Regions from separate parts of the Sus scrofa genome. Here region 1 is linked to region 2. The links are chromatin contacts, called in public HiChIP or PLAC-seq maps. All regions are on one chromosome and are shown on one strand. The core of a region is the stretch at or near the end of the contact, and the rest is flanking DNA. Distances in the headings are between cores, read along the strand shown. Region 1 has its middle 130 kb from the start of N6AMT1. Region 2 overlaps ADAMTS5 (A disintegrin and metalloproteinase with thrombospondin motifs 5).

Evidence for each region. HiChIP or PLAC-seq counts read pairs in DNA pulled down with a chosen protein or histone mark.
Region 1: an H3K27ac HiChIP or PLAC-seq map of skeletal muscle shows a contact between it and region 2, with 7 times the contacts expected there. The contact joins two enhancer-like sites. A contact is called at or near these places in 3 of 47 Hi-C or Micro-C datasets (embryonic fibroblasts, fetal skeletal muscle and mesenteric adipose tissue) and 1 of 2 datasets of contacts at active chromatin or transcription factors (skeletal muscle).

What each region holds. Positions count from the first base shown.
Region 1 is chr13:192,120,088-192,126,288 of Sscrofa11.1, reverse strand. No RefSeq gene overlaps it. Among named protein-coding and RNA genes, the nearest start is that of N6AMT1, 130 kb to the left of the region's middle. Within about 2 kb of position 2,903, at least 23 of the 83 cell types and tissues checked have an H3K27ac peak or open chromatin away from gene starts, as enhancers often do. A contact at or near this core is called in skeletal muscle, where this site is marked.
Region 2 is chr13:190,391,979-190,397,616 of Sscrofa11.1, reverse strand. All of the region lies in intron 2 of ADAMTS5 (A disintegrin and metalloproteinase with thrombospondin motifs 5), which reads left to right. Among named protein-coding and RNA genes, the nearest start is that of ADAMTS5, 18 kb to the left of the region's middle. Within about 2 kb of position 2,911, at least 4 of the 83 cell types and tissues checked have an H3K27ac peak or open chromatin away from gene starts, as enhancers often do. A contact at or near this core is called in skeletal muscle, where this site is marked.

The DNA of each region.
Region 1 (6,201 bases), core at 1,654-4,153, 1.7 Mb before region 2:
AAGCCATTTGAGTTTATTTTTGTGCAACATAAGAGGGTGTGTTCTAACTTCATCACTTTCCAGGTGGCTGTCCCACTTGCCCAGCATCACTAGTTGAAGAGACTTTTTCCCACTGTATATTCTGAAATATACAGAATGCAGTGCATACTAAGTGATTTCTGACTGGGTATCCTGCTTTCTCCTATTCTGTCTTCCTTCAAACCCTTTCTACGTGGAGCAGCCAGAGTGATGGCTTAATTAATTAATTAATTAATTTTGGGGGGTCTTTTTAGGGCCACACCTGCAGCATATGGAAATTCCCAGGCCAGGGGTCAAATCAGAGCTGTAGCTGCTGACCTATACCACAGCCATAACAACGCAGGATCCGAGCCATGTATGCGAACTATATCACAGCTCATGGCAATGCTGGATCCTTAACCTACTGAGTGAGGCCAGGGATTGAACCTGTGTCCTCATGGATAATAGTCAGGTTTGTTACCACTGAGCCACTACAGGAACTCCCCAGAGTGATTTCTTAATAGGCTTGAAGTCTTCCAAATTCTTCCCTTCCCACCATAAAGTCCCCATGCCCCAAATATTATAAGCCTTCCATGGTGAGCAATGCCTGAGACTCAAACCTCTATTCTCCGCCCCCCACCCCCTTCACTCTTGACAATGGGACTTGTTTGTGCTCTTCAAGCCTGTGGAGAGATGCTTCCCCACCTGAGGGTTTTTGAACTAGCTCTCACATCTTCCTGGAGTGCTCCAGCTCCCCTGAACTTCATATTAGATCGATTACATTTTTATTTTTAAATTAAAAAAATTATTAAAAAAATTTGGTCACATTCACAGCATTCGGACGTTCCCCAGGCCAGGGATTAAACCCAAGCCACAGCACGGACAATGCCAGACCCTTAACTGCTAGGGGAACTTCAAGATAGATTAAATTTTTGATTGGCTCAGCTTAATATCGCCTCCTTTCAGATCGCTCAACATAAAACAGCTTCACTTTGTCCCACAGCATCATAACCCTGATTCTCAACATAGCTTATCTATTTCATAAGCTATGCTTATTACACACACAGTTCTTTAAAAAAAAAAGTCTATTTTCTGTTGATTGTCTTCATATTAGCATGCATGGTAGTGAGAAAGGCCCTTGCTTATCTCACTCACCTCTGCCTTCTCAGGGCCCAGTGATCCTTGTGAATGAATGCAGGGGTGATGCTGGGTTTAATTCTTCTTATCTCACAGCACCGCATTTCTCGTTATCATCTGCTTACTGAAATGACAGGCGTCCACGCTGTGGTGAGGAACACCAACTCTGAAGGCAGATGGACAGGGCTTGGATCCAAGCTCGGCTCCTAACCAGAAGGGGACCTTTAGACAAGTGAGTTTCTCGGAATCTCAGTTCCCTCCTCTGCAAAGTAGAGCTAATAATAGTATTCACCTCGAGGTATAATTGAGAAATTAAAGGTGTAAACATGGTAACAGTGATAAAGTACAGAGAACCCAGCTGGCCGCGTAGTAAGTCCCCTTTAATTGCCAGGGGTTCTTACTGTAGGATGTAAGGATATTACTTATGTCATATAGTTTTGTTCTGTATATGTAATACGAAAATTTCATGCTTTTATTATTTATATATTTACACGATAGAAGTAGCATTAGCTACTTTCTTTCTTTTCTTTCCTTTCTTTTTTTCTTTTTTCTTTTCATGGCTGTACCTGGAGCATATGGAAGTTCCTGGGCTAGGGGTCGATTCCAAGCTGCAGCTGCAGGCCTATGCCACAGCCACAGCAACACCAGATCTGAGCTTTATATGTGACCTATACCACTTAACCAGATCCTTAACCCACTGAATGAGGCCAGGGATTCAACCTGCATCCTCACAGAACCCACGCTGGGTTCTTAACCCGCTGAACCACAATGGGAACTCCTATTTTTATTATCCTATTATTTGATAGAGTAGCAAATAAAAAGTGCTATAAAATTTGTGAAGTACCATAAAATAGATGCCAGCCAATTTTTCCTTAGCTGGCGCTGTTACAAAATTCAGACATGTTTCTCCTGGTAGCCTTTCCTCCTTTCTTTCTTCCTCCCTCCTTCCTTCCCCTCCTCTATTTCAAAGAGCTGTTATTGGGAGTTTCCATTCCAGCTTAGTGGAAATGAATCCCACTAGTATGCATGAGGATGTGGGTTCCATCCCTGGCCTTGCTCAGTGGATTGGGGAATCCAGCGTTACTTTGAGCTATGGTGTAGGTCATAGATGCAGCTCGGATCTCGCGTTGCTGTGGCTGTGGTGTAGGAGCTCTGATTCCACTCCTAGTCTCGGAACTTCCAAATGCTGGGGCTAAGGCCCTAAAAAAGCAAAAAAAAAAAAAAAAAAAAAGCTTTTGTTTCTTTATTGTAAGAACACTCAACATGAGATATACCCTCAACTCTTTTTGAAGTGCACAACATATTTATGGGCACGATGTTGACAGCAGATCTCCAGAAGTTAAAGCATCTTGTATAGCTGAAACTTTGCGAACGTTTTTGACATAGTAGCGGTAGAACATGCTGTTACAAAAATTTTCCTGTAGGTGGCAGCAGAGGTCTAAGGTTTGGAAAAAACTCCAGGGTCCTTGCAGACATCCTATATCATCAGAAAGGGTGAGAAAAATTATCCCATGGGTCTGTTTTGTATCTTAAAATTCCCTTTCATAATTGTTTCTGGGAAGGGGTGTGTCATGGTATTTCGGGAAGCGCTCTAATGCAAATGATATCTGGGAAGCGGGAGCTTGCCTATTATTCATCAAAACCTCAGGCAAAATGAGAACATTGGTGCATTAATAGGATGCAAGGAAGTGGAACTGAAGGTGGAAGTGAGATAGGGGCGGGTAGCAGGAAGAAAAGCGCTTGGGTTTGGGCGCGTCCCAGGACGCCTTGATCTGCAGCGAAGGGCACAGCCAGGTAAAGCCAGAACTGAAACCTTTAAATCACCCCTCCAGAGCAGTTCCCTCTTGGCCGAATTTAAAAAGTGAACGCCTGGAAAAACATCATCCATGAAATTTAAATAACATGCAGATTACACAATATGTATATGTCAGATTCTCTGTATCTTTTATAGATCAGGGGAATCATAAACTAGCTAAAAGGAACCAGGAATGTTGCAAGGATTCAGATAATGACGCTCTGCAATTAAATGTGAAGTTCTTCTTAGCCACCACCAGAGGCAGTATTACCCCACAAAACGATTAAACCAACCCGTTCATTTTGTGAGCTAAGTGGACCGCGTATTAACTACGGGCTTTCCACTTGTAGCAGTAATTGGAATTAAGCTTGTAAGGAACAATTACTTTTATTTGCGCTTTTTACATAGATAAAATATACTTTTGTTGTTTCTGTGTTACTTAGGTATAAAGTTATTGTCTGGGATTTTCAAATGGGAGCCTAAAGGGTGTATTATCTGTGACCCTGCATTTGAGGATTCAAAATTATCAGTGAAAAACAAACAAACAAACAAACAAACAAACAAAAAACAGCATAGGAGTTGAAGTATAAAGCCTCAGGGCCAGAATATATCAACTGCTGCAAAGTTGCAAGACAAACAACATAAGTTTGTTCCGTTCATAATTAACTCTTTTTGATTGGCAGCCTATGGCTTTTTTCCTAATAGCATAAACAGAATGGTTACAAAATATGATTCCTATGGTTTACATGTTTTATAACCATTTGTGTATAAAATAGATCTCGGTAAGTGCATTCATGGTTGAAGAGTTTGCCAAGGTGATTATCAAATGAGATCCTGTGTGTAAACTGCCTTGCCTGAGCCTTAAGCATAGCAGAGAATTGTAATAAACGGAAGCTGCTGCTTCGTTTATTAAGAGAAATAATAGATTAGGGAATAGGCACAACAGTCCTTTCCTATGGTGAGACAGGAGCAGCCAAACGGTGAAATATCAGGCTGATGCTTTAGTGGGAATATAACAGGGTGAGCTGGCTCTGCTTCCCTAGCTGGCTGTATCAGCGCAGGAAAAACAACACAGGGTTCTGTCTTCAAGAGGCGCTGCAGACCATGGAGCCCAACAGTGAACTGATCACACCTTTCAAGAATAGCAAATCTATAGTTTTCTATATTGCTCCATTTAGATGAAATTTCCAATGCAAACTTAAAGAACACTTTTGTGGCAGTTTTTGCTGGGATCAACTGAGTGCCTGGTTTCTTGGAGAGCTTCAGAGCGACACACTATTGGGTAGCCACAGTGACATTGCAGGTTCAGGATACCCTTGGACCATACAGGGCATAATAAGCAAAGATGAGTGGTCTTAATGGCTGGTATCATCCAGGTTTCACCACTTCTCTTGTTTTTGGCTTCTTCCTCTTCTAGTAGGTATAATTCCTTAAGATCCCTTGTTTGAACCAATTTAGACTCTAGTTGTGCTTCCAGCTTTTCTTCCCTCTCTTCCTCCCTCCCTCCCTTCTTTCCACCTCTTCCTCCCTCCCACACCTTTCTTTCTAGGTATCTTAACCCAGCCTTGTTACTTACTTCTATTTGTCTTAGACCCAAACATCAGAAGCAAACTCTTTAACTTATTTCTTGTTATGGACTGAATTATGTTCTTCCTTCTCCCCATTTACATGTTGAAATCCTCACCCCTCAGGATCTCGGGCTGTAACTGTCTTTGGAGATAGGGTCTTTCAGGAGGGAGATGAAGGTTAAGTGATGTCATCAAGCTGGCCTGATGTGATGACTGATTTCCTTATATGACGACTTTAGGACACCAGACACACAGAGGGGAGACCCTGTGAAGACACGGAGAAGACGGTGGTTTCCGAGCCCAGGAGAGAGGCCTCAGAGGAAACCAAACCTGCTGATGTCTTAATCTTGGACTTCCAGCCTCCAGATCTGAGAGACCATAACTTTCTGTGGTTTAAGTGGCCCAGTTTGTTACTTTGTTACAGCAGCCTTAGTGAACAAATACATTCCTATAGAATATATATATAGTATATTATGTATATATATCCTATAGTATTAGAATATTATTCTATATTATATATATTCTATAATGTGTATTCTATAATATTATAGAATATATATTACAGATACATTTTATGTAGAATATATATATGTATTATTATGGAATACTTCAGGAATTTGTGCCTCATCATTGCTCAGAAGCCATGCTTATCTTCTCTGTGTTCTTTTTTTTTTTCCCCTGGCCACACCCTTGGCATGCAGAAGTTCCCAGACCAGGGATCAAACCCACGCCACAGCATGACCATGGCAGATCCTTAACCCATTGTGCCACCAGGGAACTCTATCTCTGTATTATTCTAATTTTAGTATATGTGCTTCTGAAGCTAGCTTTCCCCTTAGATTCCTTAGCCTCTAAAATTTACCAAACTTTTTTTTTTTTTTTTCTTTTTAATAGGCTTTCCTGCACCTAGGGCCTCACCCCTACCGTCACCACACCTCACTGTTGCTGCCCACCTGGCCTTTGCGTGTGTGTGCACGCTCACAGACACTGAATCACAGCATTTCTGAATGGTTTCAGGGCACCTCTACCAGGCACGGCATGTTAATTCATTTTAATATTTAACATCACCCTGTGTGCCTAAGCGTCATCAGGAAGTGGAACAAACTTAAAAATGGTGGTGTGGGGGTGGGGAGAGATGGGGGCCACGACTAAAGAGAAGATGTTGGTCTAAAACTTTCTCTTACTGTTGTGCAAAAGAGACGCTTCTCCCTCAGGCCAACGGCCACGTGTCTACTGGGCTCCTTAAAATTCCCGTGTTTGGGTGAAAATACTGCAGATGGCAGCATGACCTCACACATGATGATTTTAGAGCAAAGCCGCTGCATCATTGTCCCACTTTTTCTTCTTTTTTTTTTTCCTAGTGGGTAAGTTACTGGAACCTTTTTAAAAATGATTATTTATGGTGAAAACTTGGACAGGCAATTATGCCTGTTTTTCAAGTTCACTTCCATGGCCTGTACTACAAAGTACCAATCAGTAACATCCCCTTGAAAACCCTCTAGGCAAAAACGTTGTTATTCTAGCTACCCACTCGGAGCATCCCAAGGTTAGATTTCAACCTTATTTTGAAATGAACCTTCAGAGATAGTCCCAACCTTCTTTCAAGTTTCTAAAGAGAAATTTTGCCAAATGTTAACAAAGAAATAATTATTCTCAGAACTTAGGGAAATAAAGTGATGAGACCAAGAGCTGCCTTTTAGACTG
Region 2 (5,638 bases), core at 1,662-4,161:
TTAAGAGAAATTCGCTACAGCCACTGTCTTTTGAAGCATCCATAAATGACTCTTAGGCAGAATTTGCCGCAGTTGACAGTGGAACGCAGCATGCAGACCTGAAGGTATTCTATTGACTCATCCGGGGCTAATCAGGTTACACAGAAATTCATCAGGTTTTATTCTACTGTGAGTGATAACAGTAGGCTCCTGTCAAAGCGCATCAATAGCCTCTGGTCCACATTCCTGTCTTATTTTGAACAGCAAAGCAAAGGAAACAAAACCTAGCAGCCACCGGGTTTGTTTTAAAATGTCACTTTTTGCCTGGTTTGTTTGTCCTAAGAGAGTCATCTAAGTCCTAAAACTAGAAATTGAGGACTGAGTTTATTGAAAAATATCCCAGCAGTTCAGAATACGTGTGTCCTAATCATTATCCTAGGCCACCAGGTATATGAGAAATTAATGTAGTATTCAGGATTAGATATTAGAATTCGATACATTTGGGCTCAGTTCTTGCTAAAATGCTTTCTACCTGTGTCACCTTGGTCTTATTACTTAAATTCTGCAAGCTTCAGTTTTCATATCTGAAATATAGGAATAATAGTGCCTATTGCATTGTGTGATTTCAGGGACCCAGTTGGATAGGTTAAAGATACCAGCTGTTATTTATATCCACGTATACTTTTGTTTTGCCTTTTTTTCTTTTTTTTTTTTTTTTTTGACTTTTTAGGGCTGCACTTGCGGCATATGGAAGTTCCCAGTCTAGGGGTCGACCTGGAGTTACAGCTGCTGGCCACAGCCACAGCCACAGCCATGCCAGATCTGAGCCATGTCTGTGACCTACACCACAGCTCATGGCAACACCAGATCCTTAACCCACTGAGCGAGGCCGGGGATCGAACCGCATCCTTATGGTTACTAGTCGGATTTGTTTCCATTGTGCCATGATGGGAACTCCTACTTCTATTTCCTTTTCTAATTAACTAGTTCATTCACTTTTATTAAAAAGTGAGGTATCACTGTTTAGCGTTATCTTTTGGAGGGCAAAGTATGTTTGATAATTGTTGTACTTATTGCTGTGTTTTATTAAAAAGATTTCATTTTCTTAAGCTAAAACCGTAATTTTAAACCGCTATTAAAACTTTTTTTTCACATTCCTCATAGGCAGAGAATATTTCACTATGTGTTGATTTTTGGCTGCTGTATTTTCTTTAGGGACTTAAGTTCACTTTGAAAGTGTAATTGCCTAAGCAAGTATATGGGAGCAGTAAAATAGAAACCAGTACTTAAATTCCAATTAGTATGTATTAATCATGACCTTAAATTTCTTGACTCTCTTCTTGACATCTTTTAACCAACCCTCTTCTTACCATCAAAGCAGAAAACCACAAACATAATATTTGAATGAAATGTAAATTACCATCCAACAGCATCACTGATAATAATTCAGTCTGATGCTTTATTAATTGAGCATCTTTAGTTTCAGAATGGAGTCCTAGATCTGTCTCCATGTTCTTTGTTTTATCTCAGGCAAGAGATTCTGACAATGAGTCTCTGTTTCTTCCCTAGTAGGTAGACTAATAATGAATGAGGCTTGGCTCCCTGGTGGCTGCACCAGGAGACCTGGTATGACCATAAATGTTTTTAAAACACAAATGGCATTTGAACTTCAGGGACGAGATTATGTTTTCACCTATCTTTCACTCATGCCTATTAACTGATTAAAAAATACAGCCTGACATTGATCCTTCATCGATGTTTATTACATCTCTGGGTATGCACGCATGTGTAAGTGGAAGAAATACAAGAGCTGCCTCAGACAACATTCTAATTTTGCAGCAAAGCTAAGACAAGTATTAGTATTAGTAAAGTATTAGTTCAAATACTCAAGAGCATTTGATTACACAGAGACAATTGAAAAAGTACACCAGTCATTAATCACAGTGGAAGTTTCATAAGAAAAGTTCTAAGCCTTGGGTAGGTAGAGGCTGGTTCATCTCAGATGGAGCAGAGGAAAGATAAGGAATAAGCAACAGAGCAGAATCATGGCAGCAAACATCCATAAGATCATAAGCCCTAAATCCTAACCGTCTAAAGTAGCGATTACAGATTCCATGGAGGAAGAGCTATTTCTTCCTTTAATTCTCTAGTGATCCATTTTCACACATTGGCAGCATCTGGGAGGTTTCTTTGTAGAGGAACCACCGTGGCAGAAAATGCAGCTTCTTGGAGGCTGCACTGACCCTCAAGGCAACTGGACTGGAATGAAGAACCTTCCAGCGTCACCCTTCCTGACCCTCCTGAGCTCCTAAACCAAGGGATTAATTACCTGGCAGGCACAGCAGTCAGAGAGGGAGAAGGCCAGGTGCCTTTGAGTAAGAACAAGCATTTTATTAACATTTGTATATGTGCAATAAGAACTTTTCTTAATACAGGAAGAGTAAACATCGTTTTATAAGATAACAGTGCAGGAAAACTGTGGCTTTCTATGCAAAAAATCAAACCTAAATCTTTGATGTCTGAGTACACTCTGTGTTCCCTTTAATTTCTCGGTTGAATCACTTCTATTTACCTCTTTAGAATGCTCTATAATTCATTCTTCAATCAAACAGCGCCTACTTAATTTCCCTTTTTGCATTACATATGGCCTAATCCGAGAAATGTAAGGTTTGGGGGCAGGTGGATATGAATTTAATTTCCCTTTCACAAGGAGACCTGGCTTTCATTCACTTTATTTTCTAATTGCTTTATTATTCTTTAATTTCACGTTTTGCCTAAATATTGCAAACATGTGTTGTGAAGTATGAGCCTTAAACATTTTAGAGAAGATAACCTTACAAAATATTTCCTAATCATCTGTATGCTATTACAGAGCTTTGCCTCTGCAGCCAGGGCGATCTTGGGTAACACAGCTTGATGTTCTGTTTCCAGCACTTTATTTTTAGATGGTTGCTTGAAGCCATCAGCTGGAATTAACTATGCTCTGGATTCTAATTCTCCTCCTTTCTTCTTATGTAATTTCCTCCTTTGCCTTTTATTAGACATTTATTACTTTCCAGATTTGGAGGTTATATATACAGGCTGCATATGGTGATAAGATGACGTTGTGAAACCTCGGTTTGGCTAGAGTGTTTTGAATTTGCCTGAGCCCATTCCAAAATGAGCAATTTGCTTCATCACACAGTGTAAATATGTGCCTGTGCTCAAAACATAAGCTGTGGAGAAAATTTCCAGGCTGTTCCCATGATTTTTCTACTTTGTTTCTTCTATAAGCAGTAAAAGGCTGTATTTAATTAAGAATAACACTTTGGGGAGTTCCCTTCGTGGGTGGGTCGGCGTTTAACAAACCCTACTAGGATCCATGATGATGCAAGTTCGATCCCTGGCATCACTCAGTAGGTTAAGGATCTGTCATTACGGTGAGCTGCGGTGTGGGTCGCAGACGCAGTCCGGATCCTGCATTGCTGTGGCTGTGGTGTAGGCCAGTAACTTTAGCTCTGATTTGACCCCAGCCTGGGAACCTCCATATGCTGAGGGTGCTGCCCTATAAAGACAAATGATAAAAAAAAAAAAAAAAAAAAAAGAAAAGTTCTCTGTTCTTTTTCTCCCTTTTCCTTGTTTCCTTTCATTCCCTCCATCTAAAAATGTCCCTGCATTGAGAATTATCATGTAAGATAAAGAGAGGCAAATCTGAAATCCTTACCCTATATCTCTTCTATTCATGATATTCAAGTCATAATGAAGTGACTTCAGTGAACATTTCTGAAAAATGATTCTTCATGTGCCCTGTGCTAATGGGAACACTTCTCTTTCCCTGCTAATTCTTTACAAAAAAAAAAAGCTGGATTTTGGAGAGGCATAGCCAACTGATGTCAATACAGCCTTCTGGAAAATAAGAGTTGGATGCACCTAGACTCTGCAGAGGCAGAGACAAATTACCTGCTTTCTTGCTACGTTAAGTGCATGTCAACATTGCGTAAATTGTTAGGATGTTTAAGGAGTTCCCGTCGTGGCGCAGTGGTTAAGAATCTGACCAGGAACCATGAGGTTGCGGGTTCGATCCCTGGCCTTGCTCAGTGGGTTAAGGATCCGGCATTGCCGTGAGCTGTGGCATAGGTTGCAGACGTGGCTTTGATCCCCCATTGCTGCGGCTCTGCTGTAGGGGTCTCCGATTAGACCCCTAGCCTGGGAACCTCCATATGCCACAGGAGCAGCCCTAGAAAAGGCAAAAAGACCAAAAAAAAAATTGTTAGGATATTTAAGAAAGTTGTTTTAAACTATCAAGAACACAATCCCTATCCCTGGGCCTTCGGTGGAGGTAAGAATGTGGTTCTAGCATAGTGCAATCCGAATGCGAACTGGAGCAAATGTCAAGTGAATCTAAGTTTACATTCGGAGTTTATATTTTTAACTTGTCAAATATTTATTATTGGCTCGTGATAATAAAGATTTCGCCTGCTGCGCATGGCTCTTCAACATAATAATTTTGTCGATGTTGGGCCAGCTTCTAATGTGGTGGGGGAACAATCCGATTTTATTTAGGCTAATGAAATCCATAGTTTGCAAACATGCTGAAGCTTCAGCTTTAGCGCAGTTAATTATAAAATGTGCTAAGTGAATCTCTCCACCTTGAAAGACTCCAGAATATTTCCTAAGCTCAAGTCAGGCAACTCAGGGTCAAATCTTCCACGGGAGGCTTTAGGAAGTGGTCGAGACACAGCAGTATGGCTGCCTGTGTTTTGCTGCGGTTGGAGCAAGTTCTCTGGTTGTGCTGATCTGCATGTGACTCTGCTCCCACAGATGATTAGATTAAACAGGGCCTGTTTTGAAAAGCTGCAGAGGCCCTTGAAACACCATAGACCAAAGCCAAGGGCACAGAATCAGATGTCAGGACTGGTTGTGAGATGTGAGGTGAAAGGAAGCTGGGATTAAACTTGGTATTTACCCTCAAACCCATAGCTTTAATCAACATGAACTGAGCAGTTTTTTTCTATCCAGTTTGGAGTGGTGCCACACTGTGTCTTTCTTGGCCCTTAGATGAAAGGTGGGAATAGGTCTCTGCTCCACGTCTGGAGGCAGTATTGAAAGATTTAGTGCTTAGTATCAGTTGGTTCCTTTTTTAATCAGATCCCAGTTCGTTTTTCTCAAGGGGAGGGCTACGTGTGTGGAAAGCCAACAGGTTGAAGGGGGCATAAAATAAATATATCATACCCTTAATGTGTTATTTTTTTTTCCCTCTTATGTTTAGAAACTTGCCCCTTCTCTTCCCAAATGAAGAGTGTCTAGGCGTTCCTGTTGTGGCTCAGCGGTAAAGAACCTGACTAGTATCCATGAGGACGTGGGTTCGATCCCTGGCCCCACACAGTGGGTTAAGGATCTGGTGTTGAGGTGCAGGTCACAAATGCAGCTTGGATCTGGCGTTGCTGTGGCTGTGGTGTAGGTTATCAGCTGCAGCTCTCATTTGACCCCCTAGCCTTGGAACCTCCATAGGCTGGGGGTGCAGCCCTAAAAAGAAAAAAAAAATAGGATTGTCCAGTAATGTTAAAATTTATCAAAACTACTGAAGACTAGAATACCCATAAGGAAAGTTATAACAGACCCAAAATATCAGTGAGAAGCATAAAGTTAGCTAACAATCACTGGGCATGAATGTTTGTCA